Linked DNA regions of Mus musculus: regions 1 and 2 are each linked to region 3. The links are chromatin contacts, called in public HiChIP or PLAC-seq maps. All regions are on one chromosome and are shown on one strand. Each heading gives the region's core, a stretch centred on a gene start, on an enhancer-like site or on the middle of the called end of the contact. The rest is flanking DNA. Distances are from core to core; before and after follow the strand shown.

Region 1 (2,700 bases), core at 110-2,609, 370 kb after region 3:
TTCCAGAGGTTATTTCCTAAGCCTTGCTGGTCAGAAGATACTCAGCTGTAAGCATGTGTCAATACCTACTGTGTGGAGCTGGGGGACATGGCTAAGTAGGTAAAGAATTTGCTCTGTTTAACTAATCATGAGGACCTAGGTTTAGATGCCTGGTACTCATGGAAATGTTAGGCGTGGCAGCAGGTCCTTGTAGCCTCAGCACCGACGAGCAGAGGCAGGAGGATCCCTGGAATGTGCTGACCAAGCAGGTATGGCTGAATAAATGAGCTGCGGATTCATCAAGAGATCCTATCTCAAAAAATATGATGGAGAACAATTGAAAAAGGCACAAGACATTGGACTCTGGTCTCTACTCCTGTTGGGACTGGAATGGCAGTTTTCTTAGGAGTTGTCAATGGATGCTCCAAGCATAAATCTGAAGAACATGCTCATATTTATTTTTCTTGAAATAATAAAGAGATTTTAATTTCAGGAGACAATGCTGACATTTCACTAGATTTTAAATTATGTGAAATCGATTTAGGCAACCAAGATGTTTCATTACAGACAAGCAATAAAAAAAAAATATGATCCATCAATTCTGTAGCTATATAGAGAAGATTCCCCTTCTTGCTATGATGTATACTACTCCTGGTCCATTTCTTTCTGTGCATTTCTGTGGTTTCATTGCAGCATCTATCTATCTATCTATCTATCTATCTATCTATCTATCTATCTATCTATCGATCTATCATCTATCTATCTACTTGTTTGTTTAGGTGGTTGATTGGCAATCTGAAGTCCTCAGAGTTCTGTTCTAGTCTGAAGGATAATTTTGCCCTGACTGAAGCCAATGACTGTTAATTGTTTGTCTTTTTCAGTCTGACATTAATTTTACCATACTTCTGGTACCTGAATCTGGATTCTGCAGCGATCCAGGCGAGGAGCTTGGATCCAGGCAGAATCAGGGCAAACCTCAGGAACCACTCCCAGCTAGTTAAAACATTATTTCCATATGAGCTAAGACTGCTTCTACAGCTTTTCATGGAAACAGTTTACTGTTATCTAGTGACATCTGGAATGATTCTCTCTCTCTCTCTCTCTCTCTCTCTCTCTCTCACACACACACAGAGAGAGAGAGAGAGAGAGAGAGAGAGAGAGAGAGAGAGAGAGAACAGAAATCATAACCCTATGGTAAAATTTTCACTTCATATGTCTCTCAGCCCCATGCATGTGGATATCTGCGTGCACTTACCTGTGTGCACTGATGAGTTTGTACATGTATAAATCTAATGGACTGAGGAGAAACAAGGCCCCTTTCAGAAGTGCAGACTTTCCCACCCTTTGTTTTGTAGCTCACAGCTATTTTTATAGCAGCACTAGAGTCTGGAGTTCTGGGAAGAAGCCAAATGTTTTGGGCGTGTCTATACAGAGAGGCCATTGGGGTTGGGGTTGGGGTTGGGGTTGGGGTTGGGGGGTGGGGTGGAGAAGCAGCAGAACCAGCAAAAGAAAACAATTCTCTGGCTTCTAAGCATGTGCATTTAGCAGCAGCAGACATGTATCATGTGACGTTGTTTCACAGTTAGGGAAGTACCAAGTATATTTTAATATTCTCTGTAATCTCACTTTTCCATCCTCTCTGGGCTCTTTATTCTACTGCCAAAACATTGCCCTGTCTAACCTCTGCTGGAGGGATAAACCCTGACCTTCATGGAAATTCCACCCTCTCTGTAAAGGAAAACGTCAGCTCCAGCCAGCCCTCCAATCCTTCCACGAAGGGAAGCTGTAATGAGATTTTAATTGGAGTAAGTCACTGTCCAGTTATTTACTCAACAAGAACATTTAAAATAATGTCTTTGTTCAAAAATAATTGTTTCCAGCGTTATTGTTTTGAAATGTAGTTTTGAATGGTGTCAGGGATTGGGCTACAAAAACATATTAAAATGATGACAACTCATGTTTTCTCATAGGCCACTGAACCCAACTTCAAATCCTACCATTTTATAAGAATTAATAGGGCTTGTGATAGTACTAATAGTAAAAGCTGCCTCATGAATTATTTAGCCGTTCCTTTTCCTGCACACTCATGTTCTTGATTCTGAATGACATTTCCAGCCACCAAACATATTGTGATATTGCTTTCCCCAGCTTTAATTTCACACGCTAAGGAGGTTTACTAGGACAGCATGATCCCAAGAACCATAGAGGAAAAAGGGTTATTTTTTCTTCCTTTTGAACAACTGTAAGCCTTACCATTACACTTATATATCCAAGTGTTATTTGGCACCTCCAGCAGAATTTACATATCAGTTTGAGGTCAATCTTTAGCCAATATATACAGAAGAGAATTTGAGGAGGGTCAATGTAGATCCTAGATCATGATCACACAAGATCATGGGTCTATCTATCCCATGAAAGAGCAGATGGGACTGTTTCCAGTTCCGTTGACTGTGGGGTTCTAGAACATGCAGTAGAAATCACATCAAGTAGCTAATCAAATAAAACGAAGGATAGAAAACAGAATGCTATTAACTCACGTCCCTCCACCCACACTCACATACTGGGGCTCAGAATCAGGTTTTGCTCCATCTAAATAAAAACAAGAGAAACAATCAAGTAAGTATGTGCGATGAATAGCTATCATACTGGAAGTAACATTCTTCAAAAAGAGGAAAACTGGGACTTTGCCTTGCTGAACATCTGGAACTTAGATTCGAGCCA
Region 2 (2,807 bases), core at 114-2,613, 290 kb before region 3:
TATTTTGTAGTACCTTATTGAACTATAACTATATTTAGAAGGGTGTTTAAGACTTTGTTGCCGAGGTATAAAGTGGGATACACAATGATTTGTTGCCTCTTTGAAGTGGCTGAGATTACAAACTTAGGCTATGCTTGGATTTGAACTTAGGGATTCTGGAGTGCTAGGTTGACACTCCTCACAGAGCTACTTTCGTGATTTCTCTGTTAGTTTCTGTTTCTTCTTTATATACATGTTTGTTTTTCAGGCAGCACAGAAATAATTAATATATATATCAAATCAAATATATATATTTGATTTATTTGTCTAGTTGGCTGAGAAATTTCCCCATATTTGGCTTCTTAGGAAGTGCCCAAACTCATTTTGGACAGAATGCTAAGCAGCCCTGATTTGTCCTATACTGTGTCATCTGTACAAACCAAGGAGTGTGGGCCTTTCCTGTGTCCTTTGTACTTCAAGCAGTATTCTCCTTATGTTTAAATAATCTTGAATGATTGAGGAGAATGTTGGCTTTCTTGAAGGATTAGTTGGAAAATCTGGTTTGGTCTCCAGAATTTGAATGATTGATTAGAATCTTCATTTTTTGTTTTTTGTTTTTCAAGACAGGGATTCTCTCAGAATCTTCACTATTTTTAAAGGAGTAAGTGAATTCTCTAGTTCTTGGTTCTGGGTCCTCGCTCTGAAGACGCTTATCATTTGTCTAAAATGAATGGCCAGCAATGGTTAGACTTCCATGCTAGTGAGTCATTTGATACAGAGTGAAAACCTGCTTTCCCAATTTTCCCACTATTAAAATTGTGATACTGTTACCATTCTCCTGTTTCTCCTTGTGAGCTTGCAGTTTGTTCTTCATGCTGTTAACATTTGACCTAAACTTCAGCTTTGTGTAGCTTGTGAGCAGCAAAGCCAGCCATATGCTGTTTTCCTGAATAAACTTGATTGAAAGGGGAACTGTATCAGGAGATTGAGGCTTTAAAAAACTTCTGGCCTGCTACACTGTGTTCTACCTACATGTTAGAGGTTTTATGAGACAAATAAAACACATATCCATATACTTTCAGAAATCTGATACCTATTTAATTGCTTAATAAAGTTCAGATTATGCTTAAAAATATTGTACAGTGTTCTTGAGTAATTTATGTAGAAATAGCCTGTGTTTAAATTGTAGTTTTCTTTCTTAAGAAAATGAGTAGATGACAAATTACCATGAAAGCATCATTTAAAACATACTTAATTTTTTTATTTTTATTTTTTGTTGCCTTCTTTAATTTTGGGTCTAAAAACTTCAGGGACATTAGTAGTTGAGTATGTTCAACACTCTGGCCTTCAGAAGGTTTGTGTTAAAAATAAGATGTGTTTCTAGCTTTTGAACAGCAGATGGCAGTATTGCATCATGCGATCACTTAGTGGTGTTATGACCCCTGAACATGAATTCCATGTTACAAATGATCATCTAATAAAATGATTAGAAGTCATTAAGTTACCTAACATTTAATTTTTCTCTGCTTTTTTTCTATTTTTAACAGTATTTATATAAGAACTTGGCAAATTGACCTTTTCAGAGGCCATGTGAGCTCTTGTTAATCTGAGATGCAGTGCGCAGCAAATCAGATGTGTGATTATCCAATGATGGGCTGACAGCTTCAACTGGTCTTGGTCGCTTTCACTGCTCGTCCTAGTGTCTGGTTGTGGCTTTCCGTAGGAATATATTAAGGTGGGATTTTTGAATCTGAGGAAAAACTATTTGTTACTTTATGACTCTCTTACTTTCAGGCTTACTAAAAACAGTGGCATGGGTCCATCTTGAGTGCCTCATGAATTCTCAGACCTGTTTATTAAACAGGGTTAGGAAATGGTAAAGCAGAAAGAGTTGAACTCTGCACTTTCACATTCCCCTCTGACTTGACGTGGGTTTGAGGGTTGATGTAAGAGGGGCCTAGAATCTTGGTACAGGTTTATATATACTCTTTGGTATGTATTATATTTATGGTAATCTGAGGGCTTTCTTAGTGGTGGTAGTTGTGCCTTAACATTGTTTTCATGAACCTGATCATCTTAGACCCTCCTCTCCATAAGCCACAACGCTTTGGCACCACTGCTGTTTAGTATATTTCTGCTTACTGAAATAGTGACTTCTTAGCCAGTCCCCACCTAAGTGTGATTCACCCATTTTTCCTTTCCTTTGGTGAAGTCTTTCCATCTTACTCAGCTTGGACATTTCAGAGATACTTGGTCAGCAAATCAGAGCTGAAGTACCCAACTTTTAACACTCACACTGTAAAATAAGGGTAAAATCAGGTAATATCTTCTATTAGCTTAATTGCTAGCCAGCTAGCTCTCTCCCTCTCCCACTCCCTTTCCCCTCCCCCTCCCTCTTCACCTCCCCCTCTCCCATTCCCTTTCTCTTTCCCTCTCTCTCCCTGACAGAGTCTTACTGTATAGCCCAGGCTAGCCTTAAGCTTACAGTGATCGTCCCGTGTTAGTCCTCTGAGTCCTGTGATTAGTCCTGAGCACTGCCTTTGGTAGAAGTGGAGGATTAAATGAGCTAGCATGAGCAGTGTCCATGTGTGTTTGAATTACAAGTGCCATTGCACAGGGTACCACACACAAAATAGGAATTTTTAAAATGTGCATTATATGTGGGTTAGTGATCAAGTAGAACTGACTTTTGAATATGATGAATGTTAATAATTGCTTTCCAACTTTAACACAGAAGTCTATTGTAACAGTGAACTAAGTGGTATGTATGCATGTGAACGTCTGGAGCTTTCAGTAGAGTCCTATTTAGGTGCTGTCAGGTCCACTTG
Region 3 (2,700 bases), core at 36-2,535:
TGCTCCTTATGTTATTTAGGCCCCCTGGCATCTGTCCATGGGTCTTTGCTGCTTTTTTTTTTTTTTTTTTTTTTGTCTTTTAGTTAGTTTCTCTACAGTTAATTTTTTTGGTTCCCGTAGTTTGAGACTTTGCCTAGTTGAGAATTGCAAATATATTGGACTAATTTTGCAAGCAAGAGTCAGTATTCATGTTGTATTTTAACTGTTTGTAAAAATGCTGTGTCTTAAGTTGGAGGTAACTTCACAGTTTTACCTTTTTGTTTTTCTTCTGGAGAGTAGGGATCAAGTAGAATCAAAGGAATGGAGGAATTGAAACATCAGGATTTGTCTGTAAGCAAAGGAGGAAACATAGTTTAGGGACTTCTATACATCAGAATTTGACCTTTAGATTAGGTATCCAAATGTCAAACTAGAAAAAATTAGGCACATGTCCAAGGCTCTGTGGTATCTGATGGCAGATACCACATAAAGCCAAGCAAAGAATGTGGACAAAGGAGCAGTTGTTCCAAAGAAAAAGAACATTCTAGGATCCACAATTCTTATTTGAGAAACATTACTGTAGATCCAGAGTCTGGGACCCAAGCCCAAGTTAGTCACATGGACTGTTAAAAAAAACAAGTTTTGTTTTTCATTAAGGGTGTTCTTTGTACTACGTTTGTATAGAAAAGTTATGTTTCAAAAAGCTAAAAGCAACCATAGTTGCTAAATTTTACTGCCCAAATGGCAATAGTTATTTAACCATTAGCTATGTTGCTTGGAGGAGGTCGTGGGGATCTGGGGAGATGGCTCGAAGATTAAGAGCACTTACTGCTCCTCCAGAGTTGGTTTATACTGCCCGCACTGCGTGGCTCACAGCTGCCCATCATTACAGTTCCAGTGCATTCCATGGTTCCCTTTTCTGCCCTCTGACACTCCCCTACACTCACAGCAGACACTCATACTATATATATTTTAAAAATTATTTCAGTGAGCTTGTTGAGAGTTTTGTTACATAGCAACCTTAATATCAGTAGCATATTTTAGAAATCCTTCCAAGGGTTGATGACAAACTGGTAATGTAATATATGAAGGAGATATGTTTCGGGTTTGTTCTCCACATTTTTCCAGCTCAGTGTTCGTGTAGACATGTGATTTAGAGAATGACTTTCATGCTTCATACAGTGTTGGCTGATTATAATTTGCTATTTTAAAATGAGTCACAAGCATGTCAACTTGTACTTAACACTTTGACTTAACACTTGAGAAAAGCAAGTGCTCTCAGTTAAAGCGGAACTATGGCAGTCTCGCTGTGTTTGCAGGAAGTGTGAGGCAGGCATGGCGGAGGCCCGACAATGTGCTGGATGTGTCTTTGGTAGGAAGGGGGTTGGGCTTTACTGATACACAGTTGATGGTAATATGCAAATTCCTTTAGATTGGAAAGAAAGTTGATCCAGATTCTAAAGCAGTTTTGACAAAATTCAGGTAGGAAGAAATCACAAGGGAAAAAGAAGAAGATTGCTCAAAGGTGTCAGGCAAGTCCCTCTTGGAATGGACCCAGCATTTTAATTGGTGGCAGGATTGTAGCCACAGATGCTGTCTTCATAGCACGTGCCAGAGCAGACCATATAAAGCAGTGATTGGCTTGTTGGCCTCCCAGAGGTGTTCTGGAAGACCTTGCAGGACTCACAGTGTTGTTCAGGGTAACTTCTGTGTCTGGAAAACACCACATGGTCAGTTCCTGAATTCTAGACATGTAAAACAGGCCTGGCTCTTTTTTTTGTTTTTAAATTTTGTGGTGCTGGCAAGGTCCCAGGAATGCTGGGTATGTGCCCTCAGCTCTGCTCCATCCCCACCTCAACGTGATAAGAAATTATAATTGTCATGATTTAGTACTCTCTTATTTGCTTTAAAGCTGTCTTGGCCTTTCCTCATTCACTGACATTGTTTTAATCAAGAGTGCTCAGTAGATGAGTATGAAAGATTGAATAAAGAAAAGAGTTGTCTTCATTAAAAAACAAACAAGCAAACAAACAAAAAAACTGTAGAGCCCACATAAAATCACACACTTCGAAGTCATGACACTGTGAGCAATAGGGACAGCAAAGGATGGCGATGTAAATGAGTTTCTAGGATAAGAGCATGCCTGTAGAAAGTCATGGTTTCATGTTACGAAGAGTAGCATGAGATAAATGGAGACCTTCCTGAGAATAGGCCATCTAACCTGACACAAGGATCAAAGGCAGGCATACAATGGAAACATCCCAGACCTTTGGAAGTAAGAGCTATTAAACTCTTAGCATCTTGACAGTATATTCACACCTTGCTGGTACATCCATCCTCCTTGTTGCAGATCAGTGTTGTGGTTGACAAATATACCCTGTGTGACACAAAAGTTACCCTGGGTTTGAGGGTCCAAAGGAGCTTCAGAAAGGAGACTAAGTCAAGATAGTCAGTCCGTCACCCAGACCTTCTTCACCATCCTCTCGCTGGGCCAATTTCACTCAACAGAAAGTGTACTGGACTTACCTAGGATGCTTGGAAGACACCAAGAAAAAATGAAAAGAAGGGGCAAGGTGCTAACAAGGGCAACATGGTACAAGTGAAAAACAGGAGGAGGCCAGGCAGTGGTGGGACACCTTTAATTGGGAGGCTGAGGCAGGTGGATATCTGTGAGTTCAAAACAACAAAGGGAATTGGGTGAGGGCTGAAACAGTTGGATCA

The links. HiChIP or PLAC-seq counts read pairs in DNA pulled down with a chosen protein or histone mark.
Region 1: an H3K27ac HiChIP or PLAC-seq map of heart atrium shows a contact between it and region 3, with 5 read pairs. The contact joins two enhancer-like sites. A contact is called at or near these places in 2 of 115 datasets of contacts at active chromatin or transcription factors (cardiomyocytes and heart atrium).
Region 2: a contact with region 3 is called in an H3K27ac HiChIP or PLAC-seq map of heart atrium, with 5 times the contacts expected there. The contact joins two enhancer-like sites. A contact is called at or near these places in 2 of 15 datasets of contacts at CTCF or cohesin (the NIH/3T3 cell line and large pre-B cells) and 2 of 115 datasets of contacts at active chromatin or transcription factors (astrocytes and heart atrium).

What each region holds. Positions count from the first base shown.
Region 1 is chr13:29,176,985-29,179,684 of GRCm38.p6, reverse strand. No RefSeq gene overlaps it. Among named protein-coding and RNA genes, the nearest start is that of A330102I10Rik, 160 kb to the right of the region's middle. Within about 2 kb of position 1,359, at least 13 of the 459 cell types and tissues checked have an H3K27ac peak or open chromatin away from gene starts, as enhancers often do. A contact at or near this core is called in heart atrium, where this site is marked.
Region 2 is chr13:29,837,422-29,840,228 of GRCm38.p6, reverse strand. The region is part of intron 4 of Cdkal1 (CDK5 regulatory subunit associated protein 1-like 1); the gene reads left to right. Among named protein-coding and RNA genes, the nearest start is that of Cdkal1, 17 kb to the left of the region's middle. Within about 2 kb of position 1,363, at least 11 of the 459 cell types and tissues checked have an H3K27ac peak or open chromatin away from gene starts, as enhancers often do. A contact at or near this core is called in heart atrium, where this site is marked.
Region 3 is chr13:29,548,951-29,551,650 of GRCm38.p6, reverse strand. All of the region lies in intron 10 of Cdkal1 (CDK5 regulatory subunit associated protein 1-like 1), which reads left to right. Among named protein-coding and RNA genes, the nearest start is that of Cdkal1, 310 kb to the left of the region's middle. Within about 2 kb of position 1,285, at least 39 of the 459 cell types and tissues checked have an H3K27ac peak or open chromatin away from gene starts, as enhancers often do. A contact at or near this core is called in heart atrium, where this site is marked.